Linked DNA regions of Mus musculus: region 1 is linked to region 2. A link is a contact called in public promoter capture Hi-C data. All regions are on one chromosome and are shown on one strand. The core of a region is the stretch at or near the end of the contact, and the rest is flanking DNA. Distances in the headings are between cores, read along the strand shown.

Region 1 (3,422 bases), core at 219-2,718, 150 kb before region 2:
AGGTGGGGACCACACCTAAGGGGCGGACCCAGGCTCCAGTTCACTTCCCTGGGCCAAGAAACTGGGAAAGGCAGCCAGAGAAAACCCAGAAAAAAAAGATAGAGAAAAACAGAACACCGACACACAGACGGGAAGAACGAAAGGAATGCCAAGAGAGGCCGAGAAGCAAAAAACGAGTGCGAATGTGCTCACTGGGAGAGGACCTGCCCGGAGAGGAAGGGACGTGCACGGGGGTATGGGGAAGGGTGGTGCCGGAGGGGACAGGCCTGGGCAGAGGAGGAGCGCGGCAGCCAGCGGTTTCCGAACCCAAAAGCCAAAAGCCTAGCACCAGCTTGCCTTGACCACACCCACAGAGAGGATAGTGTAAAGGGGGAGGGCTCAGGGGGAGGGGGCTTTTTCTTCCAGCCCGGTATCAGCCCGGCATTTACATCTAACCCAAGGAGTCTCCTGTCCCCTTTGGAGCTCTCCTCTCCTCTCTTCATAAGTAACTACTGCTAAACTTTAATCTCCTTCCTGCCTCAGCTGGGGGATAGTCATCTCAGCCACTGATTGTGCTGCTTCTTCGTGAAGGCTCTTTCCTTCCACCATGCGACACACTCATCCTTCAACCCTACCAGATTCTTATTCATTCTCTCTCTCTCTCTCTCTCTCTCTCTCTCTCTCTCTCTCTCTCCTCTCCTCTCCTCTCCTCTCCTCTCCTCTCCTCTCCTCTCCTCTCCTCTCCTCTCCTCTCCTCTCCTCTCCTCTCCTCTCCTCTCCTCTCCTCTTTTTCTCCCTCTCTCCCTCCCTCTTTCTCGCTCTCTCCCCACGTTCTCTCTGCCCCATCTTTCATTTTTCTCTTTCTTTCATAGGGCCACACGTCGTAGCCAACTCTCCTGACCTTCTCGAACCCCACCACTGTCCCTTTCTCGGTCCTTCTCTTGTCTGGATCCCCCTGGATCCCGCACCGAACCCCATTCACTCTCTCATTCCTGAAACTTTACCTTTCTCCCCTTTAGGCTGCTGGAAACCTCTTCTATAAACTTCCCAGGGCGAGTCTAGCACTCCCATTACCGTCTCACAAGTCGTGTCTGCCCGCCCACCCTGCCCCCAGCAAAACAGCACCGGGGCTGGGAGTGGGGTCAACTAGGAAGGGGTTGGGGAGTTTGAGCTGGAGCCCAGGAGAGGGGAGGACTGACTTGCAGAAATCCTGAGAGTGGCCAAAGAAAGAGAAAGTGTTCTTACCTTCACGAACAGTTCGACCTGAGGTTGTTCTTCAGCCATGGTTGCGTCGGGGACCAGGAAGCAGCCGTCGCTGGGGGAACTGGGAGGGGCCGGGGCAAGGGAAGGCGGGTCTCACGGTCCGGGATTCTCTCCTCCAGACTCAGGGCTGTCCCTTCGGCGCAACCCAAGTCCGATCAGACCCTTTAGTTCGCTCCAACACGGCTTCCCCACAGGCCCAGTGCACCCCACACCCAGCTGCTCCACCTCGGTCCCTCCTGTTTAGCTCAGGGAGCAGCTGACTCACCGGCCGGCCCCGCCCTGGACCTGGGGAGGGGACATGAGGGGAGGGGACACGGGGATCGTGGGAGTGGGTCCGGGACTGAAGTCAGAGGTCTCGGGATCCCAGGGATAAGGTGTTAGAAGGGAAGTCCGGGGGCTTCCTCGATTCCCTGACCTCTCCTAAACACAGCAGCATTTTCGTGCCTCAGTTTCCTCGCTTCGTTAATGAGAAGGGTGGCCACTATCAAACAGGGAAGCTTGACACTAGCGAAGTGACCACGGAGGTGCAGAAAGGGAGTTTGAGGATGCAAGGGTTCTGCGTTTTGTTTTGTTTTGTTTTGTTTTCAGTTATCCAGTCAGTCTTCTGGTTTGCTGGGACTGTGCTCTGCGTGTGTGGAGGGGGATCGGGAAGGAGATAGTGAGCTGAGGACTACAGATTGGCAAAGGGCACTCCAAGACACAGGCCGCCAGAGGCCAGGAGGCCTGATGCAGGGGAAACAGGAAGCTGAGCCCAGGCTTCACGGCAGGGGGCGGTCCTCTGGAAGCCTGGCCAAGCTTAGACTTTCCCCAACCCGGGCCCCTTACCCTCCTCTCAATGGTGAATGTTGCCTTGGAGACTTATCCTGGTTCTAGGATAGCACTGGGCTCATCCTGGGGTGGGTGGGGTAGCGACTGGTTCTATCACGGGAAGAAAAAAAGGAAAGGTCAGACAGGTCAGTGTGAGCAGAGTCTTGGGGGACATCTAAGTAAATAAGACGGGGGGGGGGGTGTCACTTTCCCTGGGAGGCCTGATTCTGGAGGGTCTAACTTTAGTATAAAGATAGAACTTTACTACCTATTTTTTTTCACTTCAGTATCTTTTAATTACCCACCTATACAAATGATTTTAGATAAAGCACAGGCAAATAAAAATATGGAATGCCTTACAAATTTGCGTGACATCCTTCCGCAGGGGCCATGCTAATCTCTGTATCTTTCCAATTTTAGTGTGAGTGCTACTGAAGAGAGCTCTACTACTCGTGTGTGTGTGTGTGTGTGTGTGTGTGTGTGTGTGTGTTTGTGTATTTTGGTTTTTAGTGACAGGGTTTCTCTGTGTGGTTGAGGCTGTCCTGGAACTCACTCTGTAGACCAGGCTGGCCTCAAATTCAGAAATCCGACTACCTCTGCCTCCCAGGTGCTGGGATTACAGGCATGCGCCACCACTGCCCTGCCTACTACTTCTACCTTTTTTAAAAACAAAAACAAAACCAGGCATAGTGGTGCACACCTTTAATCCCAGCACTCAGGAGGCAGAGGCAGGCAGATTTCTGAGTTCGAGGCCAGCCTGGTCTACAAAGTAAGTTCCAGGACAGCCAGGGCTATACAGAGAAACCCTGTCTCGAAAAAACAAAAAACAAAAACAAAACAAAAAACAAAAAAACCTAAAATATGTCTGCCAATATCTAACCTCCACACTCTAAATTTCTCTACTATCGACTAGCTTTCTTTTCTTCTCAGTCTAACACACACACACACACACATATACAGACATATTTGAAGAAAATATTCTGGACTTGGAAAGACAGAGAGGAAAGACTGGGCTGGAAACTGAAAGAGGCAGGGAGGGCTGAGGTGAATTGATGCATGTTTGCTGGAACAGCAGTTAGTTAGTGGTTTCCTCTTGTGCTTCCTCTTCTGAGAGCTTTCTCCTCCCTGGGGCGCGGGGGGCGGGGGGGGGGGCTGGCTTATCTCTCTCCTCCCCAGGAAGGCAGAATATACTTGGTGTTTGGGCTTTTGAACTACAGCGTTGCAGACAGTTGTAGACTGACTCATGCGTGAGCCCCAGCTGAGTCCTAAGAATGTTCCCTCTATGCTGACCCTTGAGATCTGCACCAGAGCCTCTTCCCACTGATAAGAGAGATGGCTTCCATGAAGCCTTATTTCCCAGACACCTCCTTTTT
Region 2 (3,426 bases), core at 164-2,663:
GGTCTCAAAGTAGGGATTTGAAAAACAAACAAACAAACAAACAAACAAACGAACAAACCAACCTCCCTAAGCATTTGTTCAGAGGCAAAAAACAAAACAAAAAAAACACAAACTTGGGAAGGCTGATCCTGCCCAGTCATTTGTGTAATTAGGACAATAACTATATAATTAATTCTACATCTGTCAGTCTCCTCTGCTGACCACCCCTCCCCAAAGAACACAAACTCCAGGAAGCCGACAATTACTCTGCTCACAGAGGCCCAGCCCAACAGCTGACACTTGGTAGCCTATTGGTAAATTCGAAAAAAAAAATCTGAATACAAGAGGTCTAAGGCTAAATCCCGGAAGAAGGAAAAAAAAAAAAAAAAAAACCCAAAAGAACAAACCACCAACAAAAACAAAACAAAACAAAAAATCCGACCCAGAGACTCCCCAAGTCTCTCCACCCCAACTTCCACACTCTCACCTGTCCGTTGCTAGGTTTGGACATGGTTTTCCGGGCTCGGTGCACTTTGGGCTGCCCCTCCTGGGCGGCAGTTGTTGCCGGAGAGGGTTCAGGCCCAGCAGTTGCAGCTCCCTGGGCCCCGGGCATGCTCAACAGCCTCATGGCCAAACTCTGGACCGAGGGGGGCGACTTTCCTGCCCCTGTCATTGACATTTTGGCCCGACTGGGACAGGCACCCCCCTTGCTGGGGGAAGAGGGGAACGACTTTGTGGCATGGCCTAGAAAAGAGGCAGGCAGAAAGGGGGTGCAGGGTGAGCAGGCATGCAGAAAGCCCCTCTGCGCCCCGTCTCCCTCACTCCCCAGTCTCTCACCCAGCACGATGCGACCCCCATCTCCCTCCAGGCTCTCGGGTTCGTCCCCGATGAGTGATGCGGCCCCGACAGGGGTGTCAGCCCCCTCATCGCCGACGGTGACAGTGACAGAGGCCGGAGAGGAGGGGCCGGCAGGCTCCAAGGAGTCGGGGTTGGCCTTGGGAAGGGTCTCCTCACTCTGAGGGGTGTCCCCCAAAGAGCTATGAACTGTCGGGAGGGGAAAAGAAAAAGTTCAGGGCTGAAAGCTCCCGGGATCCCGTGTTGGGGGTGGGGAGGGTGGAGGTCCGGTCGGGCCTGCTCCTGCTGCACTCACCTCTCTCGGCGGCTCCTCGGGGCTCCTTCTCCAGCAGCAGCGCCCCCATCTCAGCGGGGGCCTCCCCCTGGGAGGGGAGACAAGGAACCGGGGGGCCGGTCAGCCCGGCAGGCAGCTGGGGGGCCCAAGACGCCTGGGCCCTGGGCAGCGAGAGCAGGCTTCGGGGCCTACCTCGCCCTCGGTGGGCGCCCCCCCGACCGCGGCCGCGGCCGCCCGTGGGGGCCGCACGCCCCCGCCCCCGGGCCCGCATCAGCCCCCTCCCTCTCGGCAGACCCCGCATCTCTGGGGCCGGGAGCAGAGGAGGGGGAGGGGGCGGGGCCTCCGCGCCCCGGCCCCGCCCCCTCCTCCCGGCTGCACGCGCCGCTCCCCCTTTGTCCCCCAGGCCGCGGGGACCCCGGCCACCAACCCCTGCAACGCCCGCTGCGCCCCAGCCCGGCGGACGGCCCCTCGCGCCCCTCGCGCGGGCTCCCGGGGTCGCGGTGCCCACCGCCCACGCAGGGGCAGCGGGCGGCGGCACGTGCGACTCGGCGCCCACTCCCCCCACCTCCCACCCCCTGGTCCCCTCATCCGCCCCCGGTGTTGGCCCCCTGGTTTGCTGTAAGTTCGGCTCGGGCCCCCCGGCCCCGTTGCACCCCCGGAGCATTGCACGAGCGCGCGCTTCCCCCGGGCGCGCGCGCGGGCATGCACCCGCCTCTCCCCCTCCCCTTCCGCACCTCGGCGGCCGCCGCCGCAGCAGCTCCCGCCGCCGCCGCCATCGCCGCTTGCGCGGGGGGCCGAGCCGGCGCGCGGCCGCCCCGGGTCACGTGGACAAGGAGGGAGGGCGAGAAGACGCCTTAAAGGAGCCGCTGCGGGCCTCTTGGCCATTTTTGCCCCCCAGAATGGCCCTGGAGGTCCAGAACTGGGGCCTGTAGGGGAGAGGGCGTTCGCTCCTAGCCTGGGCTCCGCCGGGAGCAAGGGTGAGGCTCGACTGGGCTGTGGCTTCCCTGTCCCCGCCCGGTTTTGGGAACACGTGTAGCCTGAGCCTTTGCAGCTGCCGCGTGTGCCTTTCCCGTTCTGAGCCGCCAGATAGAAGGCTGGGACTATATCAGTTTTGAACTTTAGTGCACAAGAAGGGGCGACAGAGACTCACGGAAGACACCTTTACTTCTGGGTCAGTGTGCTTTTGGAAATCTGGGGGAAGTGTCTTCGGTTGCACTAGATATGTCAACTGAATGCAGCGGAGACCTCAATCTATTGACAGTAACTATTTCTGCCCAAATACTTCTCCATGGAGGGGGGGGGTCATGGTCCAGCAGACAGCTTAAGTATGATGGTAGACACAGCAAGTATACAACCCTGAACACTATCGAGGGCACCATCCCCCTCCAGGCATTAAGTCCTAGCCAAAGCTTGAAAATGCCTGTATGGTTGCTCACACAATATTGGACAGACAGGTACTTATGTTACTGGGCCCAAGGCCAATTCGGCATCTTATGGGAACTGTAGTCCTCTTTGGATTAAAAACTTTTCAGAGCTTTCTGGGAATTGTAGTCTTCTAGGTAATCAACTATAAGTTTAGCTGGTATTTCAACTTTCCTTAAAACTTGAGCAAAAATATGCAACAGATGCCCTTTTGCCATCTCTGTGGGTTCACTGGTCACCTGTGGCCCATGGCTTGCACTGCCACCAAACCCCGCATGGTTTATGCCAGCACCAGGGTTGCCAATCACTGTGTGATAAGGTTTCTGCCTAAGTGTTTAGGGCGTGTTCCGAGTCTCTGCTTGAGGCTCCTTTTGGCATGGGACTACAATTGTTAGCGCTGGGAGAATCTATGGTGGGTAGTCACACACATGCAATTGCCAGAATATAAAGAAAAAATGTTTTTGTTTGTTTTTTTTGTTTATTTTTATGGAAAACAAAAACTAAAACCCCAAACTCCAGAAAAAATCCTAAAAAATAGTTTTCTTTAAAAATACTGTATGTCTCTACTCCTCTCCCTCCCCCCAACAGCCCTCCTTGTGTCCTTTTTTTCTAAGTGCCCTGCCCCCCCACCCCTCCGCTACTCACTGTTCTCGCTACTGTAGCCTAATGTCTCATTACCTACCCAGGTTGCCCACCGTGTTCTCTTACCTGGCACATATCATTTCATTTCCGGTGAGCCTTGTATCTACTTTCCCACTTCCCCAGCATGCAAAAATCTCCTCCCTTCCTTCTGGTACTTCATACATGTGTCGCCCTCCGCTCCCTTCTCCCTGTCATCTATTCTAACCAGGGGCAAGTAAGCTGCTTCCTGGCAATCCCCCTACAATTCCCACCCC

The links. Capture Hi-C pulls out chosen DNA fragments and counts their contacts.
Region 1: a promoter capture Hi-C map of pancreatic islet shows a contact between it and region 2. The contact joins the promoter of Clic1 here to the promoter of Ehmt2 in region 2. A contact is called at or near these places in 14 of 39 promoter capture datasets (the 3T3-L1 cell line, the C10 cell line, the HPC-7 cell line and 9 more), 2 of 484 Hi-C or Micro-C datasets (both in embryonic stem cells), 7 of 115 datasets of contacts at active chromatin or transcription factors (bone marrow-derived dendritic cells, bone marrow-derived macrophages, effector CD8 T cells and 4 more) and 3 of 9 other capture datasets (adipose tissue, liver and pancreatic islet).

What each region holds. Positions count from the first base shown.
Region 1 is chr17:35,048,289-35,051,710 of GRCm38.p6, reverse strand. It overlaps Clic1 (chloride intracellular channel 1), which reads right to left and starts at 1,468. Exons shown (of 6, transcript NM_033444.2): 1 at 1,225-1,468. The coding sequence starts at 1,263. It overlaps Gm23421 (a small nuclear RNA gene), which reads right to left and starts at 2,493; the gene lies at 2,390-2,493.
Region 2 is chr17:34,896,957-34,900,382 of GRCm38.p6, reverse strand. It overlaps Ehmt2 (euchromatic histone lysine N-methyltransferase 2), which reads right to left and starts at 1,413. Exons shown (of 27, transcript NM_145830.3): 1 at 1,130-1,413; 2 at 817-1,023; 3 at 467-723. The coding sequence starts at 1,409.